2 separate regions of the Columba livia genome follow, and region 2 is linked to region 1. The links are chromatin contacts, called in public Hi-C maps. All regions are on one chromosome and are shown on one strand. The core of a region is the stretch at or near the end of the contact, and the rest is flanking DNA. Distances in the headings are between cores, read along the strand shown.

Evidence for each region. A called contact is a pair of places that touch in the nucleus more often than the background predicts.
Region 2: a Hi-C map of crop shows a contact between it and region 1, with 2.6 times the contacts expected there. The contact joins two enhancer-like sites. A contact is called at or near these places in 2 of 2 Hi-C or Micro-C datasets (crop and liver).

Annotation. Positions count from the first base shown.
Region 1 is chr14:17,079,608-17,087,102 of bColLiv1.pat.W.v2, reverse strand. No RefSeq gene overlaps it. Among named protein-coding and RNA genes, the nearest start is that of PSD2, 8.2 kb to the right of the region's middle. Within about 2 kb of position 4,057, at least 1 of the 3 cell types and tissues checked has an H3K27ac peak away from gene starts, as active enhancers do.
Region 2 is chr14:17,279,980-17,287,474 of bColLiv1.pat.W.v2, reverse strand. LOC110359647 (a long non-coding RNA gene) reads left to right here. Exons shown (of 3, transcript XR_010466218.1): 1 at 1-3,243; 2 at 5,833-6,373. Among named protein-coding and RNA genes, the nearest start is that of CXXC5, 24 kb to the right of the region's middle. Within about 2 kb of position 2,819, at least 1 of the 3 cell types and tissues checked has an H3K27ac peak away from gene starts, as active enhancers do.

The DNA.
Region 1 (7,495 bases), core at 2,808-5,307:
CAGCACAGCTTGCCTCTCTATGTCCTTGGTCCCTACAAAGCCGTGCAGAGCAGACCTGGCTGTCTGGTCTGGGCCTGGGGAAGCTCCAACAATTGGTGATGCTCCCCACTCCCTGCAGTGGGACAGTTGGTGCCTCGTGGGGCCACCTCCGAGGAGGGAGCATGGCAGCACTGGACCAGTGTCACTCACGTGAGCTGTCCCCAAGAGAGCATCTCCCTGGGATGTCTGTCCAGATGGTGTGAGCGAGGTGTCCGTCTGCGCAGAGGGAGGCTGGAGCTCAGCCTGCGCTGAGGATCCGGGCAGCCCTGTCCTGCCTGACCTGCTCCTGGCCCCTCCTCCCCAACCTGTGCTTTGTGCTGCACCAAAACCCAGCCTGTGGGAAAGCTCCTCTCCAGTTTCGGTGTGCCTGGGGGCAGTGGAGCCCTCCCTTGGGACCCTGCAACCAGCGTTTGCCCCACTGGGAGTCCAGCTGAGGCCAGCTTTGGATCCTGCCCACCCGCAGTGTTCAGGCCTGCCAGACTCCACGCAGCTCAGCTCGTGATCCTCCCGCAGATGGGAGGGACGAAGTGACCCTGAGGTGCTCTGAAAGTAACCACATTAACATCGAGCTGGGGAGGAGCAGGCTGTTTCCTGAAAGTCTAATCCATGGACTCCCTGCCATGAGAGACTAGTAGTGCTGAGAGCCAAGGTTACAGAAAAGAGGACTTAATACAACTGACGAGAACTAACTGCATCGCCGAGAAAAACAGGCATAATGCTACTGTGTGCTTGGTACCTTTGTCTCCTGTTTCTCATCATTGTCTAGCATTGACCAGGGAAATACCGCAAGCTCGATTGCAGTGCTTATCTCCAGGGAAGTGAGGCATCACTGAACACGGGCTTCTTGTAAGAGGTGCTTTGCACTGCCATGGTCTTTCCTGAGCCATAGGGGACAGCTCAAAGCTACGTGTTCCTCTGGAACAACTCTGGTAGCAGACCCCAAGTGTTTGGGATGCTATGTGTTACTCTTGGCCTGTTCATGAATGAGTTCTGCAATGGGCACAAGGGACAGATGGTTTTTACTACAAGGTCAGGCATCTCTAGGGTGCATGCCCCTGTACAGCAGCATGGCCCAAACAAGAAACTGCTGAGAGAAATCTGTCTTTGTGCTAAGCCAGACATCAGCTTAGGTCCATCCTGTCCCCAAAACCTGTAGGGGCAGAGCTGAAGGTAGCAATGACCCACCCAGACTTTGCATGTGTATCATCAGTTCACCACATGCTCCAACTGCCTTTGCTTTGCAAAGAAGCACATACTCCTGTTCTGGATGAGCCTCTCCTCTGTGTGGGATGTGTTCATGAGCAGGAACGTATTTAATGCCCAGCAAGCAGAGAAATGACCTTGCAGTATCACAATCCTGCTCTTTTCCTGTACCTTCAGATACAGCTGCCCACAAAGATGTGGAGTGCCTGGGGAGAAATGCAGAGACTATTTGCCCCCAAAGTCTAAGGACGGAAGAAACCAAACAAAGTGCAAGAGGTCAGCAAACGCAATGCAGCAATTAGTGCAGGCGGGTGGGGAGGAGAGACCGAGACAATGCAATTTATGGAGTTCAGGAGAGGGAATTCTCTAGCGGCACTGATCACGCACTATAAATACCTTCAAGGTAATGACATAAATGAAGGGAGTAAATTATTCACCGTCTCTGATGATGGGAGGGCATGAGGCAGTGACCTGGATCTGAGGAAGGGAAGTCTGGGTGTGAGGAAGCCTGGGTGGCAGGAACAGCCTGGCGTGGGATGCTTTCCCTTCTGCGCAGAGTCTGTCTGTAATGCATCCTTGGCCAGGCCCACGTCAACACCAGTGGTGAGGCCAGCTTGTGGCCTGTGTGGGAGCTCCCAGTCCAGGTCCCTCCTGACATGGAGAGAGTACATGAAGTTTCCTGCATGTGATGCCTGTTGTTCTCCCAGGGCTGCAGCTGAGCAGGCAAACAACTCTGCTGCCTGCAAGAGCAAACCATGGCTGCCTGGCCCCACTCAACGTGGGAATGGATGGAGACCAGTTTGGCATTTGTGACAGCCACCAAGCTGGGCAAGTCAGCAGGATGGAGTTGGAAGAAGCTATGGCTTTGACTTGGAAAGAAGAACCAGGGGTTGGAAATGCAGCCTCCATCAAGATCACAGCATCACAGACTGGTTGAGGCTGGCAGGGACCTCTGCAGCTCATCTGGTCCAGCCTGCTCACCCAGAGACATCTAGACCCAGTTGCTCAGGCCTGCATCCAGATGGCTTTTGAATATCTCCAAGTATGGTGACTCCACAGCTTCCCTGGGTAACCTGCGCCAGTGCTCAGTCACCCACACAGTGACAAAGTGTTTCCTGATGTTCAGATGGAACCTCCTGTGTTTCAGTTTGTGCCCATGGCCACTGGTCCTGTCACTGGGCACCACTGAAAAGAGCCTGGCTTTGTCACCTCTGCCCCTTCCCTTCAGGTATTTAAATACTTGTATAAGATCCTCCCTTCACCTAAAAGAAGGAGCTTTCCTATGGACAAACAAGAAAATGCCTGCATGCTGCTGGGGTTATTTATCTGTCCGTAGACATGCATGTTTTTGCTAAAGAGTAATGACCACATTGAAATGATTCCTCTGCTGGTGCTCTTGGCCTGTGCTGGAGCTCAGTCCTACTCCTGCTCCCTGTCGCCTCCCAGCAATCACAGTGGGGAGCTGTGAGCAGATTTCCCAATGCCTGCTCTTTTTCTCTCTGCTACTGGATCACGGCCTCACGCCACAAGGAAAACGGAGGTGAAGTGGGAATAGTTCTGCTGTCCCCTTTTTCATGGTGACCCGTGGAGGCAGGGGTGCCTCCTGCACAGCCTGAAAGCCTGGGTCCCCCTGCACCGTCCTGTGCCTCATCCATGGCTGCCAGGAGAGAAAGGCGGCAGAGAAACACTGTCCGCCCCACACACACTCAATCTTCTGATTCTCCTCGCCTTGCAAGAGTCAAGCTTTCCCGTGTGCAGGCAAACACTTACACCCTGGCTTGCACAGACTGAATTTATTCAGCCAGGGCAGACAAAAAGGAAATAAATGCCCCAGTGGCTTCTGGAAATCTGTCGAGACCAAGCTTTCCTGTCTGTGAGCAGCATCCAACCCCCAGGAACGTGTGGGGAACTCAGACTTCTCTTCCTGGCTGGACATTAAACTACAGCATGCCCCTGATTAGAGAAGACATTGACCTGATGGCAAGTGGAAAGCAAAATGTTATAGCAGGCACCTCTGATCGAACAGGCCAGTTAGGGTGATCAGGTATGGAGGGGACCCACTGCATTTGCTAGGACATCCATTTTGATCTTTGGAGCCTTTTCTATCTCTCTGCGTATGTGCATGTCATTATCTGTAACTCCCTTGTGGAGACTGTCCAAGTGTGTTATCACGGCCAGTAGGCCCAGAAGATAGCTAGGGGTGTGCAAGAACTGTGTATGGGGTCAGGTTATGCTAGGGGTGGTTCTTTTCCTAGGTTTCCTATAGCTGAGACTCAGGTGTGGATTCCAGAAATTCTTCTTAAATAAATAATTTACTCACAAGGTACAGGATAGCACAGCTCGAGCTGGTACCTCCTGAAGAGAGACCTTCTGCAAAAAAAAACGTGGACAATTATAACCCCACAATAGGAAGGTGGTGGCATGGGCTGGAATGGCTTTTGGAGCTGAGAGTCTAGAGGAAGCTTACTGGCAAAGCAACCCCCAGAAGCAACAGGGTCTTCTGTTCCCTCTTTGCATGGACAGGTGGTCATGGGCAGGGTGGTCAGCCTGACTGTTGGGGGAGAATAAGGAAAGTGAAATCCTCATGGGAAAAGCATTACAACTTGGGCTGCCCAGATCCAGCTGCCTGGTCCATGTCTCCCACAGAGAAGGATTGTTAAATTCAGTTTCTGGACACTGCAGTGTCACAGAGCTGAATAACAACAGCAGGAAAACAATGATCCCTTAGACCCTGGTTGGTTCTGTCCTGCAATGGCAGAGATGCAGTATCTGTCCAAGGCACTGATGCTGTACACAGAGAACAAGGACATGGGTCTGGTCCATTGTGGGGAACGCATCTTTACAGGCCAGAGTAAGAGGAAAGGCAAAGCAAACTGCCTCCTAAATGTGAATTAACTGGAGTCTGGCTCCAGATTCTCAAGACAAAGCTATAAATCTGCCTAGCCCTGCTGTGAAAGCATGAGACACCCTGGGACAGCCACACGGCGTCACAGTGTCCTTGATCTCTGTTTTCTCTTCCATCCCTTCCTTTCATCCCCGCCACCCCCGGAGGCACGTTCAGTCTCCTAGTGACTACGGCTTCTCAGCCGGCTCAAAGGCTGCTCTCTCCATCCTGCTGTGTTTTATAGCAGGCTGGGTCATGTTGCAGTTGCTAATAGCAGTAGCAAAGCTCTGAGCGCAGGGAGGGCAGTCCCAGCTGAAGGACAATTTTTCCAGCAGGACATGCTGCACCTCCTTTGGTGGTGTTGGCGTCCAGCCCCTGCTCTCGTCTGTGCTGTTTTGGGAGGCACCGGGAGGACTGACCTGTGCAGAGAATGCAAACTGGCGGGTGTTTTACCCCGGGACTCATGTTTGGTCATACGGCTGACAGCGCTCTGGCACATCCCATCACATGGTGGGGAGTGGGTCTGGAGCCACGTGTGACCCACAGATGCAGTGGCCATGAAGCACTGCCCCCAGGCTGGCTGTGGGTCACAGGACCCATCACAACAGCTCCTGACCCTTCAATACTTGCTGGGCTTGAATTTTCCTGGTAAGCTGAGAAGAGGAATTCTCCAGCCGCCCTGAGAAGGGGGAGCCACGTCGACGCCTCTTCCTAACATAGGGCTGACACTGAGACATCCCCAGGGAGACAGGACTTAGTCCAGCTCCCCAGCTGGTTTAAAAGTGATTCTGTTTTGAACCCACAGTCTGCCTCCCCTCCCACAACAGCAAGCAAGGAGACAGTCTCAAAGGCCACCCAAACCACATCCAGGCAAACCATTGCCCGCTTGTCCCTGTTTGACCATGTCCTGGACATTGTCTGGAAGAGAAGGAACAAAGCAGAGAGGGCAAAAAGCCATCGCCTTGCTCTCCCCTGATTCTGCTCCATGCAGGGTAGGCAGAATAAGCACGTAAGCCACAAAAAGTCTGTGCCACATTTGTCTCTTTTGTGTCTCTGGTCTTGCTGCACAAGGAGCAAAGAAAAGAGAAATGTGTTCAGGCTGTAACTAATGCCAGAGCCTAAGAAATGGATCAGTTCACCCCCAAACAATTTGCAATGCAAAGGGAGAAGCTCTCCTCCTGGTTTACTCCTCCCCATGCACAGACACGCACAGTCCCTCTTTCCCACATCCCTGCCTTGGGAAAAAAGCAACCGCCCATGGCCCCAATGCAGGTAGAATGCTCCACGCCGCTGCCCCCACCTGCTCCTTGCAGCTGATCATCTCCTCACTGAATTAAATCCCTCACACGGCACCCGGGTGCCTGTGCACCCCTTGCACCAGAGATTCAGGAGTGGCGATGGCTGGACGCCGGCGGGGGGGTCACCCCAGCACGCTGGCAATACTGCCCGTACACAGCCCAGCTCTCTGTGCCTCCAAAGATTTCCGTCCCAAGCGTGCTTGACTAATTAGTAAACGGAGCCTAAACCTTTTGGTCTACATCGATCTTATCTTTAAACCCTGCAGACAACAATTCCTCAATCGATACCTCATTTAATTGCTGCCACCAGGCTGACAGCTGGGGTTCTGGTTGTGCAAGCCTGGCTGTCACATGGCGGGCTGCCAGTGCCACCTTCTAATCCCAAACTGATTTATCCTCATGCAGCTCCTCTCTCCCCCTGACCCCAGCGTCTCCATCCCTATTCCTACCCCTCCCTCCCTGTGCAGGGGATAGAAAATGTCCTGGCTGCCTGCACACCCCCGTGAACACATCACACCTTGTGCTCATCTGTCCCCGGAGCACAGCTGTGATCAAACTGTCGTGTAGATGAATGCCCAAGCATGAACATGCAGCCTCCCTGCTGCACAGCCCGGTCCCAGCACAACCAGCAGAACACAACAAAGAGGGGACGTCTGGGTGTCACCTGTGGTGTTTCCCAGCCAACCCGCGTTGGGGGACAGGCAGACAGGCAGCACTTGCCCCGTGCATCCCAATACCAGAACTGTCCTCCATGCATCCTTGTGGCACTGCCCTTCCAGCTGGGACCCAGCATGGGCTGGGCATGAGCCATTTGCTGGGCTGCTGCTCCTGGCGAGCCCCAGAAACTGGATTTTTAGGGATTCTCTTGGCCCTTTGATGAGCAGCAGACAGAGAGGCAAGCCGTGACTCCTGTTTTGGCATAAGCTGCCTTGTGCAATAGTGCATTGACTTCCCAGTTAAGCACTTTGCCTGGGGCTGGGGTAGGTATTTCAAGTTGATCAGGCTTTTGTGATGGGGTGCTAGCCATGATTGTTCTGTGTTTGCCATGACTCAGTTTTTACTCTTGTCTTAATCATATTTTTTACTGTAATTTAGTGATAATCTTAGGTGCAACATGCATTGCCTTCAGTGGTAGATATGTGAAATAATTGCTGTAACCCTGATCTTTGATCAGTTATGTGTTTGTCATCTGCAGCTCTTGATGGCCTCTCTTTGTGGTGATGCTGATTGCCTCTGTCCTTGTATCCTCAGGAAACACTAATGTGTAATTTTGGAAAGAAAGAGAGCTTGTGTGTGAACACATTACCAGCAATACCACCAGAATGAGACCCAGGCCCACCTCTAGACTGAGATTGTGCCCCACAATACCAACCATGATTCTGGTGTCTGACCAGCAAGGAGGTGGGTGACTTTGCTTTCAGTGGTGCCTGTGTGACCAGTGCATACACAGCTCAGCCCAGCCACCGTGACCCAGTGCAGAGCTGGTCTTGGTTATACCAGCTTTCAAGTAAAATTACCTCTGAAGGTCACTTGCTCTATCTGCAGCTTCATGTGGAGCAATCAACTTATTCGAGCCCTGCTGAACGCATCTCAGAAGACTTCTCAGCCCAGATGAGGTGGGACTGGTCTGCTGGAAGTGCTACCTTCTGGGACAACGGAGGGATCAGTGCCTGGAGCTGATCTCTGACTTCCCTGAACTCCAGGACAGGAGAGGCTGTAACAGAACAAAGCTTTCAGATTTGCCTTACAAAGCGTGACTTATCCACTAAGCACCACCAGTGACATTTTGAATACTACCTGTGCTTGCAGCTTTGAATTGCTCACTCAGAGTCAGCCTCCTCCAAGCCAGAGGAGGTTCAGAGATATAAAATAAATCACCAGCTCCACTATTTGCCTTAGTTAGTATCCCCATTTTGTGCTAAGTTACAGGGACAAGCCCCTTGCTATGCGAGGTGCTGTACCGAGGATATGGGTCTGGGGGAACACACACGTCTTCCCAGTGTCCAACAGGAATGTGGATATTTTCTCAGAGGTGACCCTCTTAGTACCATTTAAAGTCTTCACAGATAGC
Region 2 (7,495 bases), core at 1,570-4,069, 200 kb before region 1:
TGGGATGCACTGGGGGCGGCTGCGTCCCCAGGGCTCTGCCAATGGGTGCACTGAAACAGTGTCATCCAGGGGGTGTCCAACGTGGCCGTGAAACACCAGCCCTGGCTGGGAAGGGGCAGAGCCGGGGCACAGCGGGGTTGGTGCGAGGAGGAAGAGGGTGATGAAGGAGCAAGTGGCTGGAGGGCGAAAGTGGGGGCTGAGCTGCACTTCTGCTCCCCACAACCTGGAGATCACAACCAAAGCTGGGAGAGCAGAGGGTGCCCTGGGAACAGGTCTGGCTCAGCTCTGGGGCTTTTCCCAGTCATGCCCCATGGATGGTCCTCCCTTGGTCCTCTCTCGGTCCTATCGCTTGCTCGGCCGGTGCCGGGCTGTCCCCAGCTCCCACACTCATGGGCTTGGCCCTTCTTGTCTCCCGCAGCAGCATTGCTCATGGTGCCTTTTCCTCAGTGCTTGTCCCAGATCAGCAAGTGGTGTGGGCTGTGCTGGGTCCTTGCTTGGGGTCCCTGGGGGCTCTCCAAGTCACCCACACCCATGCACGGGCTCTGCTGTTTTCAGTGTTGCATTTCTCTTCCTGGCTCTGTCCATTGTCCATCCCTTGTGTCACTGAGGAACAATGGAGCAGGAGTCACCTTGCCCTGGGAAAAACCCAACCCACATGCCTGGCCAAGTTCAACTGTGGGGGACGGCCTTGGCAAGAACAAGATGTAGCTGCCCATGTGTCTGTCCCACCAGAGCCAAACCCATCTGTCCGTCCCTTTGCACAAGCAAGAACTTGGGTGCTGGGAGGAGATCGTGCTGATGGACTTCAGGGGAGTTTGCTGGCTGTGTCCTGCCAGTGCTGATGGCTTCTTCCCATGGGAAAAATCCTCCTCCATCTCCTTCACCCAGGGATGCACACCAGGGGTCAGAGCTCCTCCATCCCGCAGCGGTGGGGAACATGCTGTCCCCAGGGATCCGAGCATCCCTCCTGCCGCTGCCGCGCTGCCGGCTCGCCCCAGCTGGCAGGCCCGGCTTGGGGACCGGGGGATGGCTGGCGCCTGCGCTCAGCAAGGCGGTGAGCTCACGGGTTTAATTTTCTCAAGGCTTCGTTTGGCTCTGACATGTGATCCTCGTTACAGGAAGGACGCGGCAAACGCGATGTCCCCTGGGGCTGGCTGGCTCGACCTTGTGGGAAGAGGTAAGAGCACATCATAGCTTTTCCGCCCCACTGGTGTTGCTTCCAACAGCAATTTAATATCTCCCTGATAACCCAGGCTGAGTTTCAGGCACTGTTAGGAAAAAAAGCAACAAAGAGGCATCCGCTGACAAGTACGTGTCCTCAGCTGAGGTCCCCGGGTGTGGGTGTGTGTGGCTGGCCCTGCACCGTGGCCCGTGCTGCCCATCACCAGCCCCAGGCCTGTTCTTGTCCCCTGGCAGGGAGCAGGTTCCCTGGCCAGGGATGTGATGCCCTCCTGGAGTGGCAAGTGGGGGCCATCACCTGCCGTGCTTGGTGGATGGGGAATGGCCACTGGCCCCATCTAGGACAAGGTGGGAGCTGTCACAGCTCCAGCCCACCCCGTGGCAAAGCTGCCGCCACACCCCAGCATCCTGACCCCGTATGATCCCACCCGGCTCCCACCCCGGGGCAGCTGCTGGTGGGGGGCTGGGATGCTCCTGTGGGCTTTGCCCAGCCCCGGGGCAAGTGCTGGCTGCACCGGTGCTCCTGCACAGGCAGTGAGGATGGGACTCACCTTTGGGTGCAGCGGGGATGGGACTCGCCTTTGGGCGCAGCAGGATTTGGGACGGGCTCAGCTCGCATACACAGCCCTCTGAGCTCTGCTCTCCAGGCTGGTCTGGCCAGACACAGCTCTCCAGGTCCAGGTCTCTGACCATGGCTCCCCAGACTCGGCTCTCGGAGCTCAGTTCTCCAGACTCTGTTTCCCAGGCTCCTTTCCTTGGATTCAGTTCCCTCTGCCCACCTCTGTGGGCTCTCCGGGCTCCGTGCCTTGGGCATGGCTCTCCAGGCTTTTCAGGCATGGCTGGAGGTCGCTCTCCATACTCGACTCCCCGGGTACCCCTTTTGGAGGTGTCTCCCCAGGCTCGGTGCCTCCGTGGTGGTTTCCCAGCAGCTCCTGATCTGGGCTCCCCAGCCAACCAGGTGCCAGCAGAGGGCCTCCCTTACCAAACAGAGCGTTGCGCCGCCACCAAATTATAAAACACATTATCTATTTTGCGAAACTTTGTGCGAGTACCAGGAAATGGGCTGGAGTTTATTCTCCTCCAGAAGACCGGAGACAACGTGTTCCCCCCTGCTTCTTTTTTTGATGCCGGCACTCGACATGCATTAAAGCCGCGGGAGTGTTCATCATTAAAATGGCAATTGTGAAGCGAGGCAATAAATTTAACATCATAAAAGGCACTGGGAGGGTCTCGTTCATCTGTTGCTCTTCAAAGGAAAGTGTTAGTTGCTTCCAAAATAAAATAATTGGGAAGAAGCAGGTGAGAGGGAAACGGGTGGCAGCGTCCCCGCCTGCCGGGGTGCTGCACGGAGCCAACGTGGGGCTTTGGCCGGGAGACGTGACCCTTGGGGCTGCACGTCTGGGGCTGCTGGCGGGGGAGCGCTGAGGCTGTGGCTCTGCAGGTGTTGGGGACATGTGGCTGCATCTCTCGGGGTCTGCGCGTTGCGGGGGGACAAGCAGAGGAGCGAGGGTGTTGTGAACATCCCCCCTTCTGTGGGTGCGATGGCCCTGTCCCCAACCCAGCCGGGGTGAGGGGGACAGGGAAACCCATCAGCCAGGGTGGCAATGGGGAGGGACCCCAGCTCTGCCCTCAGTGGCTGCGGGGCCAGGGGATCCCCCGGGATTGGGGCTGCTCTGTGCTGGGAGCACCCGGCTCCCACCGCCGCCCCGCCGATGGCCATCGCCCCACGCCAGCCCCGCGGTGGCGTCTGCCGGCAGAATGAGCCGTCGTATGGGAACCGTTTGCTAAATAATTCAGGAGATTTCTTTTTTCCTTTTTTCTTTTTTTTTTTTTTTTTGTTGAGAAAGCCGGTTTGCTTGCTTTTTTTTCCTTTAAGGTCGTAGTATTTTCCAAGCTGGGTTTCGAGCGGGGGGGCGCGGACACGCTCAGGCAATACCGCCATGTGTTTACAGCTCCGCTCCCGGCGTTATTTAGGGATTGTAAAACCACAGCGGCTCACTCGCTCCCCCTCGCTCGCCGCAGCCAATTTTTTTCCTCCATGTGGCTCTCGCTGCAGCGGCAAAGGTCAGCCCTGCTCCTTTGAAAGCAGCACCCCCCTGTTATCAGATTTAGGAGTCCTGGGGGGAGGCTGGAGCTGAAATTCAGGCAGAGCCAGCTGGCTGTGCCCCGGAGCGGGGGTGCTGGTGCTGGCCGGGGGGCACAGTTGGGCTGGAGGGTGGGATGGATGGACGGGCGGATGGATGGATAAAGGGGGGGGTTGCAGCAGGGTGAGCCCCCGTGCCTGAGAAGCGAAGGGACAACAGAGCTGGGGGGGCTGACAGCAGCGAGCGTGTGAATAATGGGGGCGAAGGTAATAATACAGCTGATTAGAGGCGGCTCCTGCGAGGAGATGCTGAGCGGCCTCGGGAGGGGGTTATGCTGTGAGATAAAAATCTCTGCCAGGGTGAGGTGACCGTGGTTTGGAGCCCCACAGAGGACGGCTGGGGGTGGCGGCAGAGGGGCGAGCCCTACAGAAGGTTGGGGGTCACAGTGACGGGATGAACCCCACAGCAGAGGGATGGGGCACAGAGAGGGGGCAGCGCCCACGGCAAAGGGCTGGGGACCGCGGCAGGGGGCTGGGAGTGGGTGGTCCCCTGGGGTGCTCTGCTCTGGGAACAGGGCAGCAGCCCTGGGCAGTGGAGGGGAGGTTCGGGAGAGGGCACGCTCCCCATGGGGACATGGCCTTCAGTGGGGTGATCAGGCAGAGTAGTGGGTCCAGGGGGGTCCCTGGGGAGAGGGAACAAGGCAGGAGGGAGCAGAGAAAGGGGTGAGGGCAGGACCCGGCCATGGGGCAGGACCCAGTTGTGGGGCAGGACCCGGCTGTGGGGCAGGACCCGGCTGTGGGGCAGGACCCGGCCATGGGGCAGGACCTGGCCATGGGGCAGGAGGTCCTGGCAGCGCTGCCGGCAGCCCCGGTGCCGCTCGCTCCCGGGAGCCGTTCCCCGCTGGCCCTGTCCTGGCCCAGGCGCCGCCTTCAAACTTTGCCAGCGGATGGTTTTTAATTAAAACCAGAGGACGTTGCTCTGCGCCCCGGCCCTTTGGGGATGACCACTGCTCACATCCTCCGCCTTTGGTCTTCCTGCTGCACAGCTTGACGCAGGGAGATGAAAGTCCCCCCCGCCAAAAGAGCACCAGAAGAAGGGCGGTTGTAAAATCACGTCGCCGAGACGTCCCTGGCCGAGGGTCCGGTGAGGTGCTGGCTGCCCGGAGCCACGGCCGGGCCAGCGGCAGCCTGGGGAGCGGGGCTGTCGCCTTCAGCCCTGCTAAAAATAACAGCTCGGAGCGCGGTGAGCGCCGGGCGCCTAACTGGAACCAGCTTTCCAAACTCCCAGCTGGAAGCGGCTCTTGATGCCTACACCAGCCTTTCTGGGAAAGAGCAATTAAAAATAGCGAAGGACTGAAAGCGCCATCCCTACCGCCCGTCCTGCCCCTGCCCGGGTCGCACACGGGGAGCCACGTCTGGGGGGGCAGCCGTGTCCCCTTGCTCAGCCTGGAGAGGCCAGCAGGGCCTGGAGCAGCGGAGATGATGCTGCAGGAGTGTCCTGGGGGGATTCAGCTTCCCTGATCATGGGAGAAGGGGTGCAGCAGAGCCAGAGCCCCCCCAGAGAGTGTTGCTGGGGCTATTCCACCCTTCTCTCCTGCCAGTTGCCAGCAGCCAGCTGTGGCTGCACCCAGGCTGGAGCTCAGAACAGCAAAAGGCAGGCTGTCCTGGGGGGGTTGGACAGAACAACACCCTGCAGGCCCCTCCAGCTGTCTGGGGTGGGAGAAAGGCTCTGGGGGGGACGCAGGGGGCTCAGAGCAAACCACAGGGCTCCAGCCGACCCACCCCCACGGGCTCCAGCCCATCCTCTGAGGCTCAGCCCCCACTTCCACGGACCCCATGGCTGGGGGTTGCTGACCCCCGCTGAGGCTGGCGACAGCCCCACACATCTGGCCGGTGCCACCTGCCCGATGCCCTGTGCCAAACTTGTCACCTCTTTGGCCAACCTGCCGTCGTGGGGCTGCTGTCCCTGCTCCCGCTGCACCCCCAGCTCGCTCCCCATTTCTCCCCGCTCTGACCGCTTCGCCTGTCCCCAGCCAGGACCAGTTTGGTCCCTTGGGGTCCCTTAGGTGGCTGGGCACCCTCCCAGCGCCAGGGCTGCTCTGGGCACCCACGCTGTCACCCCGAGCCACGGGTCGCCTGCCAGAATCTGCCTGCGTTTCCTTCCGCCTCCCTAACGAGGGCAAACGAGGCCAGGGCAGAGCCCCCGAAACTCCCCCAGCGGCGGCTCCCCTGGCGTTCGTTTCCTCTCCGCTGCATTCGTCTCGTTACGTCCTAATTCCCTAACGAAGGGCCATGAGAGAGGAAGTCTTGCGGAAGCCCGTCCTGGCAGCACTCTTCCTGCTACCAACCCGCGCTTCAGCTCCGGCACAGCGTGGTTTCCTCGGGATTGGACAGGACAGAGTTAGTGTATTTGGACTGGCGCAAACCACCCGGCTCTCCTTCCCCTCTGCGCTGAACAGGGCCATGCTCATTCTTCTTCCCGTTTCGCATTTATCAAGGTCACAAACAAGGATGTCCCATGCCTTGCTCCAAAATACTGACAAAATGCTCTTTTTTTCCCATGCCATCAGTATGCCGTGGGTTTTGAGGTGCCTCTGAGCACCCCAAGAGCTCCCCATGTGCCGAATCTGCCGGCTGAGCCACAGTCCCCCTGGTGCCTGCAGGATGGCGTTTCGGCATCATCCTAGGACAGCAACCCTCCCATCTCAGCGGGGTTTCTGAGCACCAATGTGAACATCCACCATCACCAGTTCTCCTCAGCAGTGTGCTGACGCCCTGATCGCCTCTTCGTTACTGCTGCTGGGAAGAAACCCTCACCCTTTTTCTCGTTCCCATGGCCCGGGAGATTCCTGCATCCCTTGGCTTCCCTCAACAACTTCCAGCTCCCGCAGACTTCTTTACCTCCCTCATCACCCGATACTGGCCTCCAGATCCGTGAGAAACAGGGTGACAGTCCACGCGTGGGGGCTGGAGGAAGGATGGATGAACAGACACCACCGAGTTTGTGCAGCTGGTGAGGAGCAGATCTGCCGTGGCTTGGCATGGTGCTCAGCCCGGCTGCCCGCTGGCCATCCCTGCCAGCTCCAGCAACGGACGTGATGCCACCTCTTGGTAATAAAATCCTTCCTCCACACATATACATACACAATCAGGGACGGGACTTTTATCGTTGTTTTTTCTTTTAGAGCCAGCCATGTCCATGCAGTGACACTGGAAACATCGGGCAGACAAAGCAGTGTGGCTGGGTCTCTGTCACGCTGTCCTGGCAGGGATGGATGTGCACATGAGCGGGTGCAACTGGGTTGCGTGTGGGTAAAGAGTTTAATGGTCTAGAACGCTCCTTTTGGGACGTGTAGAAAAAAAGCAAAGCTTTGCAAAGTGGCAAACATGGGGGTGTCTGCCGTCTGGGAGGCAGCCCCGAGATGCTCCTGCTCGCTGCTCAGCAGCTGCGGCAGACCAGCAAAGCTCTTGAGAAGATGAGGATCTGCCCTGCACCCTCCTGAGGGCGTTTTGCTTCTGCAAAAACCCCAGAGAAAGCCCAGGGCTGGGGCTCAGCTGGGCAGGGGTGTCCTGAGGGGGTGCGCGCAGCAGTGATGTCCCACACGGTCACGAGGGTCTATGGAAAAGGGGCAGCTCATGGTGGCTCCACCTGGAGAGCAGCTCCGGAGCCTGGCAGAGATTGAAAAGGGAGATGGGGCTTCTCCTGCCTCCTCTGCGCTCGCTGCTGTCCCGGGCAGGGCTGGTTGAAGGCAGGTGGGCGCAGGCAGGAGCACAGCAGGGGTGGGGGAGCAGCCTGGTGGGTGCCCAGCTGGTGCGTGGGCCCACGGATGCTGCACACAGGAAGGAGAAATGGGAAAGCGGCTTCTTCACATCCCTGGGCTGTGGGTGCTGTGGGAAGGCAGGAGGGGGGCAGGCAGAGGGGCAGAGCCTGGGGGAGCCCCTGCCTTGTGCCCAGAGGGGACAGAGAGCCCATGGGGCTGGGCAGGTGGAGGGCAGCACTCATGGGGCTGGACTGGGCTCCACCGGTGCCCATGGGCATTGCCAACGCAGTCAGGCCAGGAGCAGGACTCTGCCAGTAGCCCACAGTCCCCACCAAGGCTGGTCCCAGACACAGACTAAGCCCCTGCACCCTCCAGCCCAGGAGGGTCCAGGGGGATGAGGTGCAGGCAGGAGCCCTTTCTCCTGGAGCCATCGTCCTGCTCGGCCCAGGGAGGTGCTGGGACCTCCCAAGGG